Linked DNA regions of Mus musculus: region 1 is linked to region 2. Evidence: chromatin contacts called from public Hi-C data. All regions are on one chromosome and are shown on one strand. Each heading gives the region's core, a stretch centred on a gene start, on an enhancer-like site or on the middle of the called end of the contact. The rest is flanking DNA. Distances are from core to core; before and after follow the strand shown. Region 1 has its middle 43 kb from the start of Gm6209. Region 2 overlaps Slc7a11 (solute carrier family 7 (cationic amino acid transporter, y+ system), member 11).

Region 1 (7,187 bases), core at 712-3,211, 220 kb after region 2:
TATCCAACAGTCATCAAATTTATTCAAATTAAGTAGCAAATGGAAACATCCTAGAGTAGATATACATTTAGTTTTAGGTTGGCGCTTTATATTTTACATATCATTGAATCCTCAAACAATACAATTAGCAATGGTGCAAAATGAAAGTGGATTGAATCTAAACCGTGGAGCTGCAGGAATAGAAGTTTTTAATCACTGGATGTTTTGTGGCATAACTGAATCACGTTGTTTATGATAATTTTATTACCGAAGCCCTCTTTGAAACAGAGTTATTATATTTTCTGGTGATGTATGGTATCATACTTGCACAGCCCTTTCAGTAATTGGAGCTCCACAAAACTGACTTCTAAGGCTCGTTAATGTGAAAAACGATTGTAAAAGTTAGGTGAGTGCAGTAATTTCATTCTTGCATTAGAACTCCCAACTATGAAAGGGGTGTTCAATATCTCTGCTATTATTATGGTATGATTGACTAGAAGTCAGCTCTTCTTGTCAATGACATTTCCTCATGAACTTTATGTACCTGATCCCGATTTTAACCAAATTGCAAGATTTATTCCAGAAATCTCACAGCAGGGAGTCTAATCTAGAGTCCCCTCTAGAAACATCTGGAGAATTTAGCAAGGGAAAACAAAGTGTACAGCTGAGCCCCACCACAAAATCAACACTCAAGATTCCTAGAGTAGGAAGCAGGTATTGGTATGGCTAGAGAGAGTTACAGGAGACATGTACTCAAGGCTAAACTACTGGCCTTAAGGAATTTTGCTACTGGAACTCCAAAACTCATGCCTTCTTTTCTTCTCTAATCATTTTTCCCTTTCTTTTTCCTTAAGACAAGGACTTTCTATACAGCTAAGGGTGGCCTTGAACTCTTAATTACTCTCCTACAACAGCCTCTACTAGGCTCACCTAAGCCTTATTCTTGTTCTGGCTCTGACAGTTTTGCAAAATACGCTTCATACAGTAGTTGCTTTGGGATCTTTCTTTAAGTGTCTATGTGACAGGTGACACATATGTTATCCATTTTACAGAAGAGGAAACCTTCCGTTTTCCAAAGGACCACAGATAATAAATGAAGAAGTAAGAAGAAGGACTCAGGGTCTTGGAAGGTAGCAGAGCATTGTCACCCACCAAAAGCTACTATCTCCAAGAAGTACTTCTAGAAAGGCTTAAGAAGAAAGAGCCTTCCTTTGTGTGATGCAGGCTGTGTGGGTTTGGGAACCCTCAGATGGAGCCTGGAATTTAAAATAGAGAACTTAGACAATTGAATAGAGAAAGCCTAGGTGGAAAGAAAGCCAAGGGCAGAGAGAGTGAGCACAGAACAAAGGAAAAGTAAGTGTTCTGGAAAACACATGCCTTGGTTTAAGCCACTAAAAGGAAGGACAAAATGAAGGAAGGAAAGAAGGAAGGAATGAAGGAATGAATGAAGGGATGGAGGGAGAGTGAGAGGGAGGGTGGGAGGAAGGAAACTAAAAAATTAAAATAAAAAGCCCACAGACCTCAACTTTATATGTCATTCTGTCACATAAAACCATTCTATTAGAGGCCAGTGGTGGCTTATTCAGTAACTATCATTATGCCTAGGCGCTAAAACAGTGACTACAGTCCTGAAATCAGATGCCTTTGAGAAACACTGAAATTTTACATATTCCCAATCATAGCATCATAGTTGGGAGTAGAGGTGACTTCTTACCGGCTGCCATCAAGTTAGGAAGCTAGCAGAGTTCTGTAGTAAGTAAACACTTACAGGAAGTGAGTTGAGGGAAGTTCCAGACCTGGAAAGTGGAGCAGGAGAGGGTCAAGATTGGATCCACATAGCAACTCCCAAACCCATGAGCAAACACCGAATGGCATGGCATCGGAGACTTGGACCAGATGGAGAAAGAGTTCTGTTCTGCCCCTTCTTATCTGACCAATACAGCAGCCCAGAGTTAATAAGTACAGGCGTCTCCAACTACAAGCCACATCTTCCGGTTGCTGGTCTACACGGTGAATGAGAAAGAGGAAGCAAATCTGCATACAGAGTCAGCCCTCAAAGATGGCACATGGCCAAACAGCTCGAGAGCAGGAGCTAGTCACAGGCCGGTATCTTTCCATCATCCAGTTTAATACTTATAAGAAAGTTGCTCATATTTGTTTGTGTGTTTTATTTTTCTTATTCTTTTATCTTTTTAATGTCTACTCCCTTTCTCATTTTATCCTGTCAAGTCTTCTGATCAGAGAAAGTCGCTCCTCGAAGGGGCCAAGTTGGCCTAGGACTAGCAGTCACCCAGTCCCAAACTTCTAAACAGTGACTGTATAAACACGGGCTACCACACCCGTGTAATATTTGATTTTTAATCTCCCTCCCTTAGTCTTTACCATTGTAAATTCTTTTTCATTCTTCGGTAATATTTATTTTCTCTCATTTCTCCATTTTTCATCGTTTGTCCTTTAGGTTTTTAAAAGAATTTTATTGTTTTCTGTTTGCAGGTTTGTGGGGTTGGTTGGTTTGTTATTTTATATTCCTTTTTTATTTACTTAATCCTTAACTACGTCTTCTATGTCTCTTCGTCTTCTCCCTTATCCTTTCAATTTACTTTTTCTCTTCTTTTTCTATTTTTTTTTCTTCTGGTACTTGCCTTAGTTTTGCCATTCCATTTCTCATTAATGTCATATTAGATTTAACAATATGTCTTTGCTCCTTTTTTCTAATTTTCATAAGATTATTATGACATTGGCTGTAATTGGTTATGACCATGATTACTTTGTGTTTTTTCTATAGGTTATGGTTTCTTCTGTGGTCCACTGGGCTGGGCCTGGTGCCTCGATTTTAACTGTGGTTTAAGTGGCCAGCATAGTTGTGATAAATTAATTCTTTACCCTGCCATAGCCTAGACCTGCCCATTGCTCAGTGATTACTTTATCTCAAAGAATATAAGACAACCAAATTCCCAGCCAATGACTTGTCCTACATGCACAAATCCCAATACAGACAAATTAAAAAATATGTAAGTAATTAGTGTGACTCCTCCAAACAATAGTTCATGATGGGTAGATAAAATTCTGAATAAAGAGTTAAAAGAAGAAACTATAGAAATGGTTGCTATTTACAGAGAATATCATTAAAAACCTAAATGAGTTAAAATAGGATAAAAGTAAAGAGCTAAATAAAATACAGAACAAAATGAAAGATATATAGAGAGAATCCAGTAAAGATACAGAGACTCTGAAGGAAAGTAACAAACTGAAATTTAGGGAATGGAAGGTTCCACAAGTTAAATTTTAAAAACTAACTTGATTAATAGCTAGATTAAATAGAAGATAGGTCACTGGATTCATAGATAAGGTGGATTACTTAGGATAATCAGACACTATATTATAAAAGAAATTATCAACACTACATAGACTTTTCAGATACCAGTAAAATTCCCAACTTACAAATTATATGTACAGAAGGAGAAGAGGTGCACACTAACAGCATAGAAAAATATATCTAATAAGAAAGTTTCAGAAAGAGGTAGAGATCTGGATTCTGGAGCGTATTGGAACCCCAAATAGATAGAACCAAGAAAGAATCTCCTCAAACTGCATTATAACTAATACACTCCATATACAGAGTAAAGGGAATATTGAAAATGCAAAAATGAAGGTCCAAGTCACGTATAAAAGCCAACACATCAGGATGATAGCAGATTTACCAGCAGGAACTCTAATGCTTGGGTTGGCACATGGCAACCACAGTCAATCTTCAGTATCAACTTGATTGGATTTAGAATCACTGTGAAAGCATACTTCTGGGTGTTCTTGAGTATTTTCACAAATGTTATTTGACGGAGAGTGAGTAGCCCTAATCCACAGGCTGAGATTCCTTACTAAATACAAAGTGAGTATCCACATCCATCTCTCTCTGTTCCCTAACTGCAGGTGCCATGTGACCAGCCACCTCAACACCTTCAATACCTGCTAGGCTTCGATGGTCTGTAACTCTCAAACTGTGGGACAAAATAAACTCATCCTGCTTTGTGTAGCATCGTCAGATATCTTATCACAGCAACAAGAAAACTAGCTAATACAATGTGGAGTGATGTGCTTCAATCCCAAAAGGAAAATCGACCAGCCTAGATTACCATACACTATAAAGTGTTCCTTCAAATTGAAGAATAAAGATTCCCCATGATGATCCAAATCAAAGGAACTCATGATTGATAAGATAGTACTACAGAACGTTATTAAAGAAATCTTACACATAGGAAAGAAAAATATAGACAGCTACAAAATACAATAAACATTAAAGTCATAAAATAGACAAACAAATGATAATTAGGAAAGAGTCAAAATATTACAAAAACTATGAAATTTCAGAAAATAATACATACATCTCAATAATAACTCTGGGTATATTAATGGTCTCAAATTTTCAATGAAGTGACAGAAAATTGCTCCTTAAAAATAAAGCCCAACTGCTTGCTGTCAACAAGAAATGCACTCCACTGGCAAAGATACACAAAGATATGCATATAGCTTGAAAGCAAAAGGATGAAAAATGATATTCCAAGCAAATGGTACCCAAAAGCAAACTTAGATTTCTAGAGACTCACATCCAAAAAGTATATTTCAAGGCAAAGAGACAAAAGTCATTTAATAAAAAAGATATGACAACTATAAGAATGTATGTACCAAATGTTGGCAAACCTATTTTATAATACTCACTGCTGACAATAAACCTACAGATAGGACCCAATAAAGTGACAGTAACTTCACAACTTCATTCTCAGGAATACACAAGTCAACTGCACTTTAAGAGCCAACAAAGAAACATTAAGTGATGCTATGGACCACCAAATAGACTTACCAGACAACTACAGAACAACATGTCACAATAGCAGAATACATATTCTCAGCAGCTTCAATGACTATTTTTAGGTGTCAACTTGAAACACTAGGAAAGAGGAAACATCATTTGAGAAACTTCCTCATTGGATTGGCCTATGGGCATATATGCAGGGCATATATACCATGTGGGTAGCACCATCCTTAGGTACTTAGGCTGGGCTGTACTAGCAAAATAGCTGAGCAAATCAGAGCAAGAATGCCTGTAAGAAACATTCCTTCATTATCTCTACTTCAGTTCCTACCTCCAGGTTCCTGCTTGAGCTCCTGACCTGACTTCCCCTAATGATGGACTTTCCTCTCCAAGTTGTTCTCGGTTGTGGTGTTTTATCACACCAATACAGAAAGCTAACTAGGACAGCCATCCAGGGGACTTTATCTAAAGTGTATTACATTTTGAGATATTAAACCATATCTTAAAGCATAAAAGAAATTGAAAAGACTTCTTGTACTTTATCAAATCATAATAAAATAAAGTTAGATGTTACTTGCAAGATAAGTTACATAAAGTATGCATGGATATAAACATTTTAAAATTACCAATTGCTTAGCAAGTTTTTGCTCATTTTTGCAATATTTTAAAAAGGGAATAAAGATATGAAAGAATTGAGACTATTAGGAAGAGAACAGGAACTCGTAGGACAGGGACTTGAGAATGAGTAAGAGTTATGACCATGGTCAAATTAACTATAGATAGCCTTCAAGATGCCATGATGAAACTTATTTTTTCATGCAAATATTATACACTAACCAAATCTGTGAGCAATAAAAGGGCACAGGCATTCACATGCCAGATCTAGTACACCTTCCTTTTTGCTCTGCTCCTGGAATTCCATTCATTCTTGATCTACACACAAAATTGCAGTGTGAGACCATTCATGAAGATGGCTATGAGAGGAGAGAGATAGCTCACATAGTATGCAGTTGGAACCCACTGCCTACCTGTATTCAGCTCATGAGAATCCCATCAGGGCATTCAGCAACACCTTTAGTGGTCTGTTACAGAAATTCTATTTCTCTAAAGACAGATCATTTAAATAAACAATTAAAATTCTTTAGTTTTCAGCCAATAATCAATTAGTTAAAAGTACCAGCCAGAATGGCATTCTAACCTGTTTTTTCTATTACTTTATCTCTCATTTCCTGGCTCCTCTTCCTTAATTAAAATTTCCTAACACTCCCACATTCTCTTCTCTCTGGGCTCCACATCCAGGAGAGAAAAATGAACACCCTTCCATCTCTGAGAACATATTTTAAATGTACATAATTAAGACTAAAAATGAAAAAAAAATCATATAACAAAGGCTTATAGAACCAAGTGTCGTGGTTACAAGATTCACCAACACATGTGCACATGACCTTTGACGTTCTGTGCTTTTGACTTTCCTAACTCAGTCCCAAAGTCCTCAAAAAAAAAAAAAAAAAAAGCTTGTTCATTTGCATAAATCAAATATTTGATTCAATAGCCAATTTCTTTTTCCTTCTGTAAAGAGCAGTCAACAGTAAGTATAAAACTGTGTTTGAAACAAAAATACGTCTTTTTCTTAATTTAGAAAAAAATAATTGTATGCAAAAAAGGGGGACCTGTAGATTGATTCTAACTTACTGGCCAAGACAGCTACAGAAGTGAACAGATCCGGTCAGCATAACTTCAGCAGAAAGAGGTAAGAATTTCTCAGCAGCTATGACACCAAGGCAACAGGGAGACGAATGAGGGGCAGAGACCACGTAATCATGTCTCTGCATTGTCTCTGTTTCCTTGTCTCTCATAAGATGCTCTGGCCTTCTGGATTCAGTGTATAAAGGAAGTTGCTGCAGCTATGAACTTGGTGTTAGTACAAATCAAGGGCTACCAGATAACAGGATCATGTATATTTTCAACTTTCTCTAATAGTTCTTGCTCACTCAATAGATTTGTTGAACCTAGAAATTTTTCTTTTCCAACTCTGGACCTATTTTTAGTAATGTCCGTTAAAGAAAAATGATGATGTCCATATTGCCGTACATACAGTCAATAGGCAAAAGTTCCAACCTGGGAGACAAAAATGAAAGAGGCAAAATGCTGCTATCTACCTGGACTGTTTACTCATGCACAGTTGAGGCATATGTCCTGAAGATAAGGAGGTTCCTGGATGGATAGGGTAATTCTCTTCCTCTTCTCCCCACTAAAGGCATGTGTACACACACATACACACACACACACACACACACACACACACACACACACACTATATCCCCACATCATATAACAGATAAAACACATACACATTTATACAGTACACACACACAGAGTATCCCCACATCACACATACACA
Region 2 (7,358 bases), core at 3,742-6,241:
TCATAAACTTAGGGATATTATTACTTAGATAATGCTGAGTTGTTGAGAGATTTTGGGAGAAAAATATAGATAGATAGATAGATAGATAGATAGATAGATAGATAGATCGCTAGGTAGATAGATGATAGAGATAGATAGATGTTAGATAGATGATAAATAGATAGATATATTAATGATATATAGAGAGAGATACCTGTGTGTGTATGTGAAAGAGAGAGATTTAAATGTTGTATACAAAAAGGTTATGACCATAAAAGCAATATACATGAATAAAAATGTTTACTATATTTAAATACAAATGCAAAATTTCTGCAAGCTGGCATTTCAAACAAACAGAACAAGAGTGACATGTAATAAAATATGAGAAAATGACTCCCCCACTAGGTCAGGTGTTCAAGCCCTAGAACTACAAAGAAAGAAAACTGGGACAAATAACAAAAACGTGGTGATACCCAGTGCCAGTCACAGGAAAGCAGTGTCTCCTCTTTACAAGGCATTTTGGGATCACAAACAGTGACCATTTGGATGATCATTACATATGAAATAGTAGATAAAACCAATCTGAAGGAAATAATTGGATATACAGATTTGTATAGAAAAATCTGTAATCTAGCATTATTACATCAAGGAAAAATGATGTTTTCAAATTCAACAGAAAACAAGAAATACTAAAGGCATGTCATCCATTATTAAAATAGCATCCATTGAGAAATTAGGGATAGGGAAATCAAATGGAATAGCATGAGAGGAAAAGGCTGCGACAGATCTGTAGGCACAAGAGTAGAGTGGAGGGTGAGCCATAGCAGGAATGTAAGGCAAGACAGGGGATGGGACAGTAATGAGGTAGACCACACCCTGGGGAACCCAATAAACTAGCAAAAGGTGAATAATAGAATGCCAATAGTGAAGAGAAATGTGTGTGTACCTTTACCCAAGCCACATAATCAAGCACACACGACTAACCACTCACAGGGACAGGGAGACCAACAAACGTAACTACCCAAGTGAGCACTATTTTGACTCAATATGATCGACAGACTCTACATGTCTCGTTCATATTTTCTTAAAATTTTCAAATTTGGCCATCAGTTATTATTCAAGAGAAAGTGCACATTACCGGGTTAGAAATCCAATAAAAGTCATTTTCATTGATATTGAACATGTTACTTTTACTCTTTTAGCAGAATATAAGATACACAGGAAAAAAAAGTCATCATTTGATGATTATTGGATTACAACCACTCTTTTGAGTCCTAGCTACTTTAAAATTTGGTAAATATGTGCTCATTAGGAGAATACAAAACCAAGATAATTCGGTGGTTTGGGGGCGGTCTGTGAATCTCTGTCCAGACAGGCAAAGTGGGCGGGCAGGGTTTAAATCCTGGAAATTCCACTCAACTCTCTTATAGAAATGACAGCTCCATTGACATCATGTTTAGAGAACAGGGAGTTTTTCTACTCTGCTTAGTCACAGACTTGTATCGTGAGCCTGAAGGTCTGAAAAGCACCCAGACACCCATGCTGGACCACAGCTTACTCAGCTTGTGGCTTAGGAAGAAGAAAGTCCCAAGACTCAGAGCACGGTGTCCTTGAGTCCAGTGAGTACTTGCATTCTCCCAACACTGTCCTTTGGTAATCTCTCCCTGGTGAGAGGACATTGCATTAGGAGAAACAAGTAGATAAACATGTACAAATGTCCAGGGCACATTGAGCCTTTCTTACCTAAGGCTCTACACAGCCGGAAAGGAGCACCTGAGATCTGTGACCCCCAGCACTGACCAGCTCAGCGCTTTTGTCATGTCAGACAGAAGACAAAAGCTAACCGTGTCTTCTGTGTCAATTTCTCTGTTTGCTCCCCGAGGATGAAATACAGAAAGTGGAAGTTTGATTGCTTGACTGTAACAGTAATGGAAAAATTAAATATAGCCACTCAAAGAGCTACCAAGCTCTTTTTAGGAGCCAGTGTATGTGTGAAGACACCAGAGCCGTTAGACTTAGCTTAGCTATCCCTTTACAAAATCCTGAAATTCCAGCATCTCCACCTTGTAATGTTTCTCATGACCTTCACTAAATGACTTCTGCTATTCTAGGGACCACATTATTTTTTTGTACAACATTAGAAATCTGGATGGCAAAGCTACAGACTTTACTATTTGTAGGTAGAGCGTTTTATTAAATTTCATACAGGACATGTTTAATGGTGATGTTTCCCCACCAGCTAATTTCAAGGCTACAATCTTCCCATTGCCACCTGTCTTAGATTGTAGATGTTTACCTTTTAACTCTCACCTTATAGACTAGTATGACTTATTTTCTCAAGCCAAGTTTATCGTGACTTAACCATGACAAGGGGATACTTTAATTAACTAAGGCATACAAGACATTTCAATGTTCAGGTGTAAAGGAAGATAAATAAGAACATAGCTATTAGTACAAGGTGATAATATGAAGATTTGAGACATTGCTATTTGTTCCTGAAAGAATGGGAATAGAATAGCAGCAGAATCAGAAGGAGAAATGGCATCATGGGAAACAACAGAGATGATACTTTGGAAAGGTGGGACCTGGGATGCCTACAAGAACCCTGTGCAATGTAGATATCTCAGGCCTTCAAAATGACTTCATTTACAGTATCATGTATTCTAACCTGTCACCTTCATTTTGTGTAAGAGTATGCCACTTAAGTTTCAACTCTTCACATATTAATGCACATTTAAAGTATATGCTATAAAGATAAATTCATTAACAATTTTCTATATGGTACCGTGTGCCATCTACAAAATATGAAGGTTTTTGATTATAGCATTCTCACGCTAAAATGCACACCAAGTCTGGGCTGCTGTGCCTTTCCCAGGGAGGAACTATCTACTCTACCTCTATAGGAGAGAATGTAAGGAAAGTAAAGAAAATAGAGCACAGCAGCAAATACCTAGCAAATACAAAGAACCATAGCCCATCTCCTTAGAAAGTCAAGTACATCAACAGTCTACATCTGTAAAATGGCCTCCATGTCAACGATTACAAATGCTTACTTCTGAAATGAGATAAATTCTCCCTCACTGAGAGTAGTGTTTCAAGCAATGGTGCCATTTACCTTGTGATAATGAGCAAACTAAGCATTAAGGCAAGAGAGATAGGGGAAGAAAAGAGAAAAGACGAGAGAGAGAGAGAGAGAGAGAGAGAGAGAGAGAGAGAGAGAGAGAGAGAGAGAGAGAGAGAGAGAGAGAATGAGAATGAGAATATATCACATATACAAATCCTGGCCTGGTAATTTCTAGAGATTGCAAATAGGTCAACATCTTGTTGTTAAGAAATATAAAAATAAGCTGGATATAATGATGCATGCCTTTAATCCCAGCACTCAAGAGACCCAGATAGATGTATTTCTGTGTGCTTGAGTTGTGAGCTAAGTTCTAGAATACCCAGAGTTACATGATAAGAAGAGTTTGTCTCAAGAGCAAGAAGAAAGAAAGAAAGAAAGAAAGAAAGAAAGAAAGAAAGAAAGAAAGAAAGAAAGAAAGAAAGAAAGAAAGAAAGAAAGAAAGGAAGAAAGAAAGAAAGAACTCAATCAATCAATCAATCCTTGGTTCCCACAAGAAGTTTATTAGGTGAGGATAGAACACACAAACAGCAGGTGAATACCTGTAAATTTGTGAAAATCATGACAAAGGGCCCTGTTCTGTTTATTAGGCTAATCGGTGCAAATAGACAATATGGTCCTAATGGGCTATTGAAAACATCTTCAGTAGTGCAGGAGACTTGGTGAATGATCCTTTCCTGCTCATATTCATGCTTTTAAGAGAACAAAACACACAGAATACTGACTTAAAATCTTCCAGACCACTGAGATTTACCAGGAACTGTCTGTCTCCTGTGAGCACATTTAATAAAGAAAATAAATAGAATCAGGGATTCCTCATAACACAGCATGATCGATTTCCTCACAAGTGTTATTCTTGTTTCCTGGCACACACACAAATCATGAGCCCTGTCCTTAAGGTAATCTTACTGAGTTAGATTCCTGGATGTGGCCCTTGGTTTTATGGTCTAAGAAATTAGCTCATTTCCCCCATTTGACCACCTATACTGTAACTGTCTTCTGAAATTAACTCTGGCCACTGTAGTAGGGTTTCTTTTATCTCAGGTCTCCTCATAGTCCACTCCCCTTCCCAGAGTTTGCATCTTCTGCCAACTACATCGGGTATACTAGAGCTGAAAGGACAGGCAGAGTCTGCCACCATAGCATCCTTCACTAACAAGCAAGATGCTGAGAAAGGACAAAGAACAAAGATAGCTAAATTTAAAGCAAAATAATCCAGATGCAGAAATGGAATCTTGGCTGATGTGGTGGTCACATGTCTATAGTCACAGAGCTGGGCAGCAGCAGCACTGCAAGTTCAAGGTCATCCTGAGCTACATGCTAAGATCCTAGCCCAGAAAAACAAAAGGCAGAAAAACCTAGAATCTTCTCTGACCCATGTGGCTCTATGAGCACAGCACCACTTTGAAGCTCACTTTGTCTAGCAGGATCAATGGTCTACCAAGCTGTCTCCTGTCCTGTGGTCATACTGTTAGCTCTCTCTTTACCTACGTCCAACTTTCCCCGGAATATCCAATGGGTGATAGACGGTCTTTAAAGTATTTTGCTTGACATACCCACACTCTAACCTATGATTTGTATTTGATGCTAAAAGTCTAAGGGCTGCCTCCTCCTCTTCCTCCTCTAGCACCTACCCACTCCTCTGTGTGTGTGTGTCTGTGTCTGTTTATCTGTTTGTGGTTATGTCCATCTAATGTGGGTATGTTCATCTGTATTCAGGTCTCTGTGAAAGCTAGAAGGCATAGGATCCCTTGGAGGTGGTGGTATGTGTGCTTGTAATCCATCCAACATGGATACTGGGAACTGAACCTGAATCTTGAAACAGCAGCAAGCGGTCCTAACCACTAAGCCATCTTTCCAGCCTTAAGATTCATCTATTTCACCAGATTGTGACGACTTTCCTTTCTGTCTCCAAGAACACGAGTCATCTGCATGACCATTGACTTCTTCACATTTCCCCATCCAAAAGCAGAACTTGAATTTCCTAAAACTCAAAGCAAGGTTAGTTGCTAGCATGTCCTACAGTTCCAATGCTAAAATCTCAAGGTTGATATCAAACAAGATACTGGACAAGAGTCCTTTACATTTATTTTGGAAATTTACATGACTAACCAAATTCTCTGGCTTGGATAATTTTGAGTTATAAATATTCTTTATAAACAAACCATCTCCTCTCGTCTCATTTGCTTTTCCAGTAGCAGAGAGAATCAATAAATGGATCATTTTTCACTAATAAAGAAACACCTGCAGCCCTGTATTTACGAAGGGAGTGCAGGGACAAAGTGTTGATTCATCTTATTCTCTAAGTAGGTGGATCTCTATCTTAGGCCAGGGATAGGTGACTATGTTTCTTCTGCTGCATGCCATGTCACTGTGTCTCCCTAGCAGTGGAAGAAGTGTCAGTTAACTTCTCAAAGATGCTGTTTTATTATGACCAAACACGCAAAAGAAGGTTAAAGAAGTCCCCACCACTATAACTCCATTTAAACTGGTTGTCACAAGAAGAAAACCCACTGGACTTGAAATCAAGTTAATATTTCCAAGCACTGATTTCCATTCTCCAAAGACTTTCCTTGGCACCTGCCTGCCAGTCTCAATGACTGCTAGATCAGGTCCCAAAGCCTTCCAGTGGAAGCTTAGGCTTCCCACAGGCCAACATCTGCAATGTCCTACACAGGATGCATTACGCATCAGTCCCTGAAAGCAATCATTCTTCTACAGTTTCTGGATGCCCAGGCCCTGCGTCAGACACCTCCATCTCTCTGTTCTGCTTTCTACTTCCTCTTCTTCTATAGTAAAGTTCTATAGTTACTTCCTTAGTTCACACTGATGTCTTTTGTGATCAAGGGCTCACTTCTGCCTTTCCTCCCACAAGATTAACTGGTTTGTTAGAAAGACTCTGAGCTCTGGAGCTAGAAAATCATAGACTGTTGTCCTAATCTCTCTGGACAACTGCATAGCCATAAGAATGAAGGCATTCTACTTCTTTGAGCCTCAGCTTTCTCCTCTGCATGAGAAACATATCATACAATGAAACAAATCACCTGAGTTACTAACCCCTGTAGCCCATCTATGAGCCAGATTAAAATGCTGTTTGTATATTTACTAAAGAAATATTTTTAAAGCTGTGCATATATATATACATATATGTATATGTGTGTGAGAAAGAGAGAATATATGTGTATATATGTGTGTATATGAGTGTATGTGTAAGTGTGCAAATATATATTTCTATTTAATATATTTATATATGTATATAAAACAAGATTTTATATCTTTATATTATGTAAAAATTAACAAAATTTTAGCTTGCATTCTTGTAAACTGTACTAACTATCTTCTTTACTGGAAAAAGTAAGGATAAAATGTCTAAAATACATGGTAGAAGCCACTCAAACCAAGACTTGGTTTCGAGGATTTCATAAAATCATTTTCTGATAAGACAGTCAACCTAAAAACAGGTCAAATACAAACAGCCCACCTATTCAACCAGTACCATCAATCAACTGTATGACAATGGCTATCCGGGTGAGGGCATGCTAATATTTATCACAAGAGAAGAAAAAAAATGTCTGCCAAGAAATTCCTTCTGACTCAGATGCATGCATGAGCTGGGCATCATCTGAGGGACTTGGGCATCAGCACAATTCTCTTGCTTCCCTCAGCCTTCTAACTTCTAATGAGAGAGCGATTTGCTGATGGAGCAGCAGTGTTCTAAGCTGATTATTAGTTCACATGTGCAGAAAAGGCACCCTCCGTTCATGAAACAATCATGTTAATCCTTTAATATTTTCAGAGCTTACGCTTATAAAATATTCTAATCTTCAAAGAATATAGGTGTGGGTTGCAGCTGGTGTTTGTAAATTACTTGTTGAGCTCATTAACATGTTTGAATTTCACACATTCATCCTAGGAACCTTGAGGGGGCATAATGTGAGGATTATTATCACCCATACCAGAGTGGTAAACACAGGCTCACCAAGCAGTGTAGGTCTGTATGAGGTCAACCAGCTGCTTACAGCTAGACAGGGTTTGAATTCTGATTTCCTGCAGCAGCATTACTGGCAATGACTCTGAAAGCAAGCATAGTTCGTGTAATGAAGGAATGCCTCTCCCTCACTGCAATGTCTTAACTTCCTCTGGTTCCTCTCAGATGCACTCTGGGAGTAGGTGTGTCTTGTGCCTGTACAAGCCCTATCATTATTTCCAGGGTTTGGATAACCACAAAAAATTATCAAAACAGCTTTAAGGCACAATG

The links. Hi-C and Micro-C count contacts between places; a contact is called where the count stands out from the background.
Region 1: a contact with region 2 is called in a Hi-C map of bone marrow-derived macrophages, with 2.5 times the contacts expected there. The contact joins two enhancer-like sites. A contact is called at or near these places in 4 of 484 Hi-C or Micro-C datasets (bone marrow-derived macrophages, liver and macrophages) and 2 of 115 datasets of contacts at active chromatin or transcription factors (bone marrow-derived macrophages and embryonic stem cells).

What each region holds. Positions count from the first base shown.
Region 1 is chr3:50,626,535-50,633,721 of GRCm38.p6, forward strand. No RefSeq gene overlaps it. Among named protein-coding and RNA genes, the nearest start is that of Gm6209, 43 kb to the left of the region's middle. Within about 2 kb of position 1,962, at least 51 of the 459 cell types and tissues checked have an H3K27ac peak or open chromatin away from gene starts, as enhancers often do. A contact at or near this core is called in bone marrow-derived macrophages, where this site is marked.
Region 2 is chr3:50,401,105-50,408,462 of GRCm38.p6, forward strand. The region is part of intron 6 of Slc7a11 (solute carrier family 7 (cationic amino acid transporter, y+ system), member 11); the gene reads right to left. Among named protein-coding and RNA genes, the nearest start is that of Slc7a11, 39 kb to the right of the region's middle. Within about 2 kb of position 4,992, at least 57 of the 459 cell types and tissues checked have an H3K27ac peak or open chromatin away from gene starts, as enhancers often do. A contact at or near this core is called in bone marrow-derived macrophages, where this site is marked.